Linked DNA regions of Mus musculus: all the other regions are linked to region 2. A link is a contact called in public Hi-C data. All regions are on one chromosome and are shown on one strand. Each heading gives the region's core, a stretch centred on a gene start, on an enhancer-like site or on the middle of the called end of the contact. The rest is flanking DNA. Distances are from core to core; before and after follow the strand shown.

Region 1 (2,984 bases), core at 5-2,504, 3.2 Mb before region 2:
AGGAGGAGGGTGTTGGAAAATGTTGGCAATTGCTGTCTCTGGACCATGAGGTATCGGAAGGGATTTATTTCCTTCATCGTCTAACTTTCCCAAACTGTATACATGTTATAGCAAGACGAATAACAACACTACTTTTAAGAAATGCATGTTCCCTAAGAATGTATAGCACCACCACCTTAGTAACATTTATAATGAGAATGAATTAGCATCCCAGTGGGCTCTTCCCTCTGCTACTGGTTTTGGTTTCAGTTGAGCCTGGTAGACATTTCACTCCACTCCAGCCCTCTTCCCTAATGCCAGAGGAAACAGTTCAGCTGCTGCCCTCTTACCTATGAGACCCCTGACCTCTGAGCAACTTTGCACTGTTCAGTGTCTCTCACTTTGTTGGGCTGTAAGCAGCCACAGGGAGCAGATTACATCAGTGTGAGTGCTCTACAGCGTGAGTGCACTGACCTACATCCCAGTCTAGGAACTAAGTCTCATTCATGTCTTACACTACAGTGTTGGTGTCTTATGTATGGTTATTCCTCAACAAATGTAAACATACATTTTGCATATAGTTAAGATTGACCTTGGACCTTTAGCAATGTGTGGTGTCATGTGGCATGCATTAAGTAATTTTTCTAACAATCATGCCTTTGTTACAGAAGACAGGATCAGTTTCTAGGCTGCAGGGATAATCAAACACTGGAGTAGCGTAAAGGAGGTAACATTTCCATCCTTGGGGAGCCTTAAAAATTAGGCAAAGAAGACATCTGTGAGGGTGGCTGAAGCACTAAATCTGTCTGGAAGCAAGTAGACAGACAGAATGACAGATGGCTCTAGGATTTGATTACTGGGACTGGAGAAGGGAAGGCCCCCCGAGGGGAGACATTAAAAGTTCTTCAACAGAGATTGCTGCTTTGCAAAGGGAAGCAAGTTACAGGAGCTTAGCTTAAATCCCTAGGGGCTTAGGTCTCTTCTGTTGTCAGAGCTTAAAGCCACAGGTTGTGAAAAATCCTGTAGAAATCTGCAAAGCTAGAGCACGCTGATTTTCCGCAGAAAGTCCACTGTGTGCATGAGCCTGTTGCAATAAAAACACGATTCCCTCCCCTCAATAAAGAGAATCGCTTGCCTACATTATATTGAATGCATAGCAATCTCCAGGGAAATGGAAACTCTTAAATGTATTGTAACACAGGGAACGTTGTCACTGATTGCTGGGTAGGAGGGGACTGGGGTCCAGCCAGGAGGCTTTTCCATCTCTGGCGACTGGCGGCACCAGTCAGCAGCAGTGTGTGAGCAGGCAGCCATTCCAGCAGAGCTCTGCTCTCCTTCCTCTGGCCACAGGACCTCCTCTCAGTTAAAGCATAATGATCGGGGCCCAGGATCTTTAAGAGGAACTGAAATCTACATATCCCTCTTTAGGTATTTTACTGTAATGTCAGCTTTCAGCCACACGATGTCACGATTGGATTTTGTTTTTTTTTTTTTCATATGAGTTTGTCTCCACAGGTGAAGGCATTTTCAAAGCTGGAGCAGAGAGATCTGAAACAAGGGGGGCAGCAGAAGTTCAAGAAGATGAAGACACCCAGGTTGAGGTTCCAGTGGACCAGGTAATCTTCCTGCCTCTAAACATTCACAGAACCCAGCAGTGATGGCCTTGTTACCCCCTCCGGCCCCGACCCCCTACACTCAGGCGCCAAGAGGTCAAATGACTTCTGAGGTATACCAAGTTCTTCTTGGTACTCCTCCAGAAAATACCCACCTGCCTCTCTTCAATGTGGAAGTGGTATGTTCTTAATAAGCAGGACAAAACAGAGGGAGCTGGATGTGAGCCACAAGCTCACAAAGTCCGATTTAAAAACGAAGCACTGGCTGGGAATTTTAATCTTAGGAAAAAGTCATTTTCTAAAAGAAAACGTGTTTTAAAAATGCCATGATAGTCTCTCCTTCAGGGTCTTCAATATTTTTTGTGGTTAGATTTCTCTTCTTCTTTTGTAAAGGAACTGCTCACATAAATAGAACTCAAATGTTTTCTATGTGTGTAGTAATGTCCTTTCCTAGGCCAGGGGGACAGTGGACTTATTTGTGTTACAGGAAGGTATGCTAACAGAAGAAATTAAGACATGTTAATTCTGGCTAACTTCAAGAAGTAAGCCAGTTATCCGTGTGCTTATGTGTGCTCATATGCCCAAGCCCCCCTTGTGTGTGTGTGTGTGTGTGTGTGTGTGTGTGTGTGTGTGTAGGTCAGAGGTAGACACTGAGAGTCTTCTTCAGTTGTTTTCTGTCTTACTTTTGAGACAGGGTTTCTCAGCAAACCTGGAGTTCACTAGTTTGCTTAGACAGCTGGCTGGCAAGCCCTGAGGATCCACCCGTCCCTGCCTTCTCAGCACTGGGTCAAAGATGTGTGCCCTGCTTAGCCTTTCATGTGGGTTCTGGGCATCTGACGTCCTCATGCTTGCTTAGCACGCTCTTACCCACTGAGCCAACTCCCTAGACCCTACCATGCATTTTTTTATTTATAGTAATTCCTTATTAAATTTGAATTATATGAATTACAGCATAGTTCTCTTCCCTTCACTTTTTTATTTTTTACACTGAAAGATCTTGCAGAGTTCATATTAATAATACAGTGAACCTTTGAAAGCCCCACTGTATGTACCAAAATGAGTTCACACATAGGAGTCCACTTGTATTCTAAAGGAGATTATAAATAAGGCAGCAGCCGTCTAACCAAACTATTGTACCTGGTACCATCAGTGTATACATTACATTGCTTTGCTATATCAAGCCTGGCTCCATATTGAAATAGCTTGGAGAACTTAAAAAAAATTGATACCTGTGTCCAAAAGAAATAAATTAATAAAATACTCCCTGTTGCACTTTTTAATATGATCATTACAATTATAACTTGAGGACTGGGGTTCAGTGTGAGACTCTGGAGAAAGGTAGAAGTCACTAGGAATTGCCATGTGTCCTGTGACTATTGTGTGCTATTTCCT
Region 2 (3,039 bases), core at 494-2,993:
GGTACGCCCAGCAGTCCTGAAGCTTAAATATCATGCCATTTGCAACATGGTTTCAATGACCCCAGCAATAAGAGATTAACCAAAATTTCATAACTGCTCTGTTCTCCTGCCCTCCTGGCTCTTGGGGATGAAGGGCAGAAGGAAGAGAAGGAGAAGGTCAAAGAACTAATAGAAACAAACAAACAAAAAGAAGTCTCTATTTTTTGCACTCTTTCTTGGCACTTGAGAAAGAAAAAAAAAAAAACTGAGGCAGATCAATCTGTACAATGCTAAACCAAATCTCTTTAATTCCAGTCAGCTTTTATCATTCAGTCGCTGAGTCTCTGTGTGGAAAAATTCATGCTAATTCCCCCTAGCAACAGCTTCAGCCTATCAGGAGACTTTATGTACCGTGCAGCTGCCTGCCAGAATAACTCTAAGTAGGTCAGGCCTGTATTTCTAAAAATGCTACGGTCTAGTAACCCCACTGTCCCGTCTGTCTGCCCTGCCCCATAATAACCTCAATTGCTTGGTGACACAATGACATACTATCCTGTTAGAGTGCAATCACATCATGCTACATTATTCTGCAGGAGCATGGCTGGGTGAAGGACCCTCCGAGGGGCAGCATTAATCAGACAGCCATTCATGTCCACCAGCGTTTCTCTCTAGAAATGGGGACTGCATTAATGACCAGCTGTTTGAACTAACACAAACAAAATAATGTCTTCCACCCTGTTGGGTGCACAGAATACAGCATTCTGATCTGGCAGGTTCCACCTCTTGACTAAATCGAAGATGTAAATTAACTGGGCTCAGACAACATAGGCTTTGGCAATCTTAAAGTGAGTATATTTAAATTATATTACATGTGATTCAAAAAGCTATTGATTTCATATACACGTCTCTCCTTGCCTACAATTTTCCTTAATCCACGTTTTTAAAAGGAAAAGTGCATACACGGGTAACATAATACATATGTGCATATTGTCCAGGGACTCAACTGCAGGGGCTGAACTAAAATTGACTTCGCTTCGGGCAGAGAAACAAAGCTGGTCAGTAGTAATTGTGCAGCATGAACACAAATACAAATACTAAATGCACGCTGCGAAGGAGCACTGAAAACAAATAAGAGTAAACACGCTGAGCCTGCTAGCCAATCAGCTCCTCCCACCAGCTCCTCCTGGAGGCTCCAGAGAACGCCCCACACCTCCAAATAACAGAGACAGGGGATGGAAGGGAAAGGTGCCCTTCAACATCATATAGTGGTATGTCGCTTCCTCACAGGGTTACCAACAAGATAATTGCAAAAAAAGAGCTTCTTCAGCGTATAAATTAAGAATACCAAAACAACTCAGAACCTGCAGTCAGGTTTTAATTCTATAGTAGGGATTTTAGAATCTAATGGGGACATATGTCCTTGGGTGTACTTTTAACTTTCTCCCATTGGCATACAAAAGCGAATGGGTATATACGGAGACAGGACCCCAGCAGTGCAGTACCGGGCTGTTTGGGACGGTATTTTACAGGGACGGAGCTTGCATGCTCAGTCTGCATGCTTATGGGTCCCCTGTTTGATCTAACAAACACCCTCCTATACGCTGAGCATTTCCTGCCAGAAGTTAGGCAGAATCCAGCCAGTGAGATGTGCACTTCAGCCCTGCTTAATTTTCAAACAGAAAATGCCTTCATGTGTCTGCCCTCATTTGAACTGTGCTTGATAACTTAGTTATGACTGTCTTCTGCACTCTGTGGCACACAGCACACAGTTATTCTTGGAGAGATACAGTCTCTGACGCAACCATGAACCGCTAATTACAAGCTGCTGACATTCTGCTCGTCTCTGCAGCTTTGAAGTTCTGCTTTGTCTCATGGCTGTTCCACTGTGCTCCCACCCCTTACCCTCTCCTTTCTCTCTTTCACTTCATAGCCTTTCTGAATGCTCCTCTAGCACAACCTGGAGAAGGAGAAGGGATTATCAGACTTGCTTGCGTTTCTTTCCTCTCCCCACCACATCCTGACACACTCTCTCTCTCTCTCTCTCTCTCTCTCTCTCTCTCTCTCTCTCCCCACATAGATCTACAGTTTGGAAGTACAGTAATAAGATCCTGTCTCCACCCCACCCTCAGGAATGCACCAACAGCTGGCCAAACATAATCCAGCACACAGAGCCGCTTTGTAGAATTTCTAACAAACAGTGGGAGGACAGGCCAGACAGGCGTCCCAGAGGAGCCCCCATGACAACTGGGAAAGCTGCTTGCTCCCGGCTCAGAGCTCAGTTCACCCAGCTCACCCTTATCTATCTACAAGCTTCTAGTACCAGCCAAGCCCCGACAGAGGCAATGAGAGGCCACCCTCCTCCTTCCTACAGCCTCAAGCAGGCTGCAAGCTTTCTTCACACTGACATCAGCCGTGCCCTGCCTCATGCCACACACCCCTGCAAGCTCGACAGCCACAAACCCCAGTGCCAGGATCAGCAGCAGCACCTGTGGTCACCATCTATAGCTGGGTGCCAGGAGGACCCTCCCTTTTCCTTAAAGAATTTCCTTTATTAAGCATAGCTGATCCTAGCATTTGAAAGCATGTAAATCTAACACTGTATCCATCTCCACTGAATGCTTAGCTTCTGAAGCCTGTGGTATCCAGCTGGCCTCAGAGTCATCTGGGATACATTTATTTTGATTAAATTGATCGCATTTCTATTTAAGGGACAGAATTTTTCTGCCATACTGAATACAGCTGTGTTTACAGGGCTCTGTAGGAGAAGAAAACAAAACCGTACAGTGAGCCTTAGCCCAACGCTGAGCACTTAGAACTTCAAGGAGTTAAAACTGAAGGGGTTTGCTATGCCGTTAAAAAGAAAAGTCTATATGCAGCTGCTCTGGCCGAGCTTTCTGGCTAGCCAGGAAATAGGTCTTGAGCAGGAGCTGAAAACACTGGCTTGTAATCAAACCCAACCCAGCAAAGAGTCTCTCTCTTTCTCTCTCTCTCTCTCTCTCTCTCTCTCTCTCTCATATCTCTCTCTGTGTGTGTATGTGTTACACAGTCTCTTCCATGTCT
Region 3 (2,930 bases), core at 285-2,784, 3.3 Mb before region 2:
AAGCATCACATGCTATGGTGCTTAACCTAGGCAGCAGGTCAGTGCTGGATACTGTTCTGATGTTTTACAAGCTAAGTTTTCAAGTTCTTAGTGTAACAGTTCCCTAGCCCAGCCTGGGAACAGGGAAGGAAGGAGAAAGCAGTTTATCCAGAGTCCAAGGCAGTGCAGTAGCCAAAAGTTCTTGAAATGCCTGGGCTGGGGGCTGGTGAGATGGCTCAGCAGGTAAGAGCACCCGACTGCTCTTCCAAAGGTCCTGAGTTCAAATCCCAGCAACCACATGGTGGCTCACAACCATCCATAATGAGATCTGATTCCCTCTTCTGGTGTGTCTGAAGACAGCTACAGTGTACTTACATATAATAAATAAATAAATCTTAAAAAAAAAGAAAGAAATGCCTGGGCTGAGCGCAGCAGGCTTGGAGGTGGACATTCCTATGTGAATACCTGCAGCCGGTCTCTGGGAGGAATGAGAGATGCGGTGGCCAGTCTTCCTTCAGGGCTGTGTGTTGATGTCTCACATTCTGCAGAGGCCTCATCTTCCTGGCTCTTCACTCCAGTGTCTCCTTTTCCAGTTGTGAGTGGGGAGGAGTCATTGCAGCCCTTTTTCTTCCTTAATCCGATGTCACAGTGGCTCTCCTCTGATCTTACACAGACCAGCCAGGGACAGAGTCCATCTTCAGCCTTCAGGGAATGCTGGAATAGATGCTACCTCTGAGGCTGACCTCTAGTTCATGCATCTATGTATCACATGACCAGACTTAGTTACTTTTTTTTTTTTTTTTTTTTTTTTTAATGCATAGAGTATCATTGTGTAGCCCATGCTAACCTGGACTTTTTGTATAACCTGGGCTGGCCTCTAACTTGTGGTAATCCTCTTGTCCCAGCCTTGTAAGTGCTGTTATGACAGGCATGAGCTGCCACCCCAGCTGTCCTTACTCATTCATTATGCAGTTTTGTGAACACCCTAGATCTCCCACACATTGGGTGCAAGCTCTCCTCATGTCTTTAGGTGTAGGAGTCCTATCCATTTCTAGATGCTGCTGCTTCACTTGTAAGCATCCCTGATGCCCGCTGGGTACCACATGCTGAGCTACTCCCCCCCCCCCCCCCCCCCCGGCAGCTGCATTTTCTTTCCTTGGTACCAATTGCTCTGAATTTATTGCTTTACTTCAATGGTGACAATTTTGACTTTATGCACAAGTTTTCCTTGGTGAAGAAGAACCAATTTCTCTTTTTCATTTCAATGGTCAAATTCCTTCTGCAACCTATAAATGCCAGCACATGTTTTGCCATGCAAATATTGATTTTTTTTCCTTGTTGGTATGAAGTCTTTTCTTGGGCCTTGGTGTCTATCCTGTATGTATAAAAAGGAACAGCATCCTGAGAGCAGCAAAGGTCTCCCTGCCCGGCGCACATTCACAACGGTGTTGGGGAGACTCCACAGTGCTGGTTGCTACTATAAGACAGGGCAGAGATGTTTCTCCCCACATACAACATGCTGGCTTTTCTGGGACTGTGGCCTACTTTACATCTCACTCTATTTTTGTTCTTCTCCGCTGCCCTAGTTGTTTTCGGCCTAAGATAGAACCTTTATTGGAGATCAGCATGCTGTGTGCTACCACAGAGGGGAGAAAGATAAAGATAAAATATCTATAAAGACCTTCTGAGCATCCTAAATTTAGAGGCTTTTCCACTTCTTTCTATTCTATACATTTGGATGGTAATTCAAAATTGGTCCGATTTCACTCCCTTTAAAGACTGCCACATCCCACTGTGGGATGGGTGCCCTCACTGTACAAGTTCACAGCTCACTAAAGGCTGCCACGTTCCACTGTGGGACAGGGGCCCTCACACTAGAAGACCACAGCTCGCTGTAGCTGGGTCCTCACAGGCACCACTTTGCTTCACAGCAAGAAAGCACACAGAGAAGTCATTTTCCAAAGGGGATTGGTGCCACAGGACAGAAAGAAGATGCTTCCACATTTATCCCAAGGACAGGTCCTGAGGCTGCAGCCCCTCAGGGTGGTGACTGACATCCCTCTAGCCTACTGCACAGAGTGGATGGGCAGGTCCTAAGAGGAATCTCTTAACCAGGTCATTTCCTAATGTGGAGCTTGGGGTGCAGACATTCAAAGACTTTTGATAGATGTTTGTAACAATAACAGTTTGATGCTCAAAAGTATAAATTTGGGAAATGGGTTATACAAGTTTAAACCACATTTTCTAGTAAAATATTGTGAAGTCTTTGCAGGCATGCATGCATGTGTATGTGTGTATGTATACTATGCATGTGTGTGGTATGTGTGCACTGTATGTGTATGTTCGTGTGCGAGTGTGTGTGTGTGTGTACATCCTGCTGCACATGCATGCAGAGACGAAAGGAGGACATTGGGTGTCTTGCTCTTTCACACTTTGCCTTATTCCCTGAGACAGAGTCTCTCAGTAAACTTGTAACCAGGCTGTTGGCCAACAGTACTCAGCAATCCTTAGTTGGCGCCTCCGAGTGCTGGGGTTGCAGGTGCCCACGGCCACATCTGGCTTTTTATGTGGCTTTTGAGGATAAGAACGAAGATCCTCATGCTTGCACAGCAAAGCAGCAAAGCTCTCCTCCCTACTAAGCTCCTCCTGCTCGTTCTCTCTCTCAGAGCTTTAGTCGCATAAATACTCCATGCTTGCTTCCCCCCTCTTCTTTTTGTCCCTCTTTCCTCCTTCCCTGTCTCCCCCTTTCCCCTTCTCTCTTTCTTGCCTTTCTTCTCTTTCCCTTTCTCCCTCCTCCCACCCCTCTCTCCCTTTTCCTTCTTATTTTGGAGATAGGCTTTTACTATGCAGTGCAGGCGGACCTCAAACTCACCATCCTCCTGCCTCAGCCTCCTCCTTCTTGTTCTCTGTCCCGCGTCCCTCCCCTCCCCCCTCCCACCCTTTATGGGTCC

The links. A called contact is a pair of places that touch in the nucleus more often than the background predicts.
Region 1: a Hi-C map of cortical neurons shows a contact between it and region 2, with 2.7 times the contacts expected there. The contact joins two enhancer-like sites. A contact is called at or near these places in 4 of 484 Hi-C or Micro-C datasets (cerebral cortex and cortical neurons).
Region 3: a contact with region 2 is called in a Hi-C map of cortical neurons, with 4 times the contacts expected there. The contact joins two enhancer-like sites. A contact is called at or near these places in 2 of 484 Hi-C or Micro-C datasets (cerebral cortex and cortical neurons).

What each region holds. Positions count from the first base shown.
Region 1 is chr13:25,186,182-25,189,165 of GRCm38.p6, forward strand. It overlaps Dcdc2a (doublecortin domain containing 2a), which reads left to right. Exons shown (of 10, transcript NM_177577.3): 8 at 1,495-1,595. Among named protein-coding and RNA genes, the nearest start is that of Nrsn1, 82 kb to the right of the region's middle. Within about 2 kb of position 1,255, at least 44 of the 459 cell types and tissues checked have an H3K27ac peak or open chromatin away from gene starts, as enhancers often do. A contact at or near this core is called in cortical neurons, where this site is marked.
Region 2 is chr13:28,415,943-28,418,981 of GRCm38.p6, forward strand. The region is part of intron 1 of Gm40841 (a long non-coding RNA gene); the gene reads right to left. Among named protein-coding and RNA genes, the nearest start is that of Gm40841, 4.0 kb to the right of the region's middle. Within about 2 kb of position 1,744, at least 225 of the 459 cell types and tissues checked have an H3K27ac peak or open chromatin away from gene starts, as enhancers often do. A contact at or near this core is called in cortical neurons, where this site is marked.
Region 3 is chr13:25,126,462-25,129,391 of GRCm38.p6, forward strand. The region is part of intron 7 of Dcdc2a (doublecortin domain containing 2a); the gene reads left to right. Among named protein-coding and RNA genes, the nearest start is that of Dcdc2a, 72 kb to the left of the region's middle. Within about 2 kb of position 1,535, at least 8 of the 459 cell types and tissues checked have an H3K27ac peak or open chromatin away from gene starts, as enhancers often do. A contact at or near this core is called in cortical neurons, where this site is marked.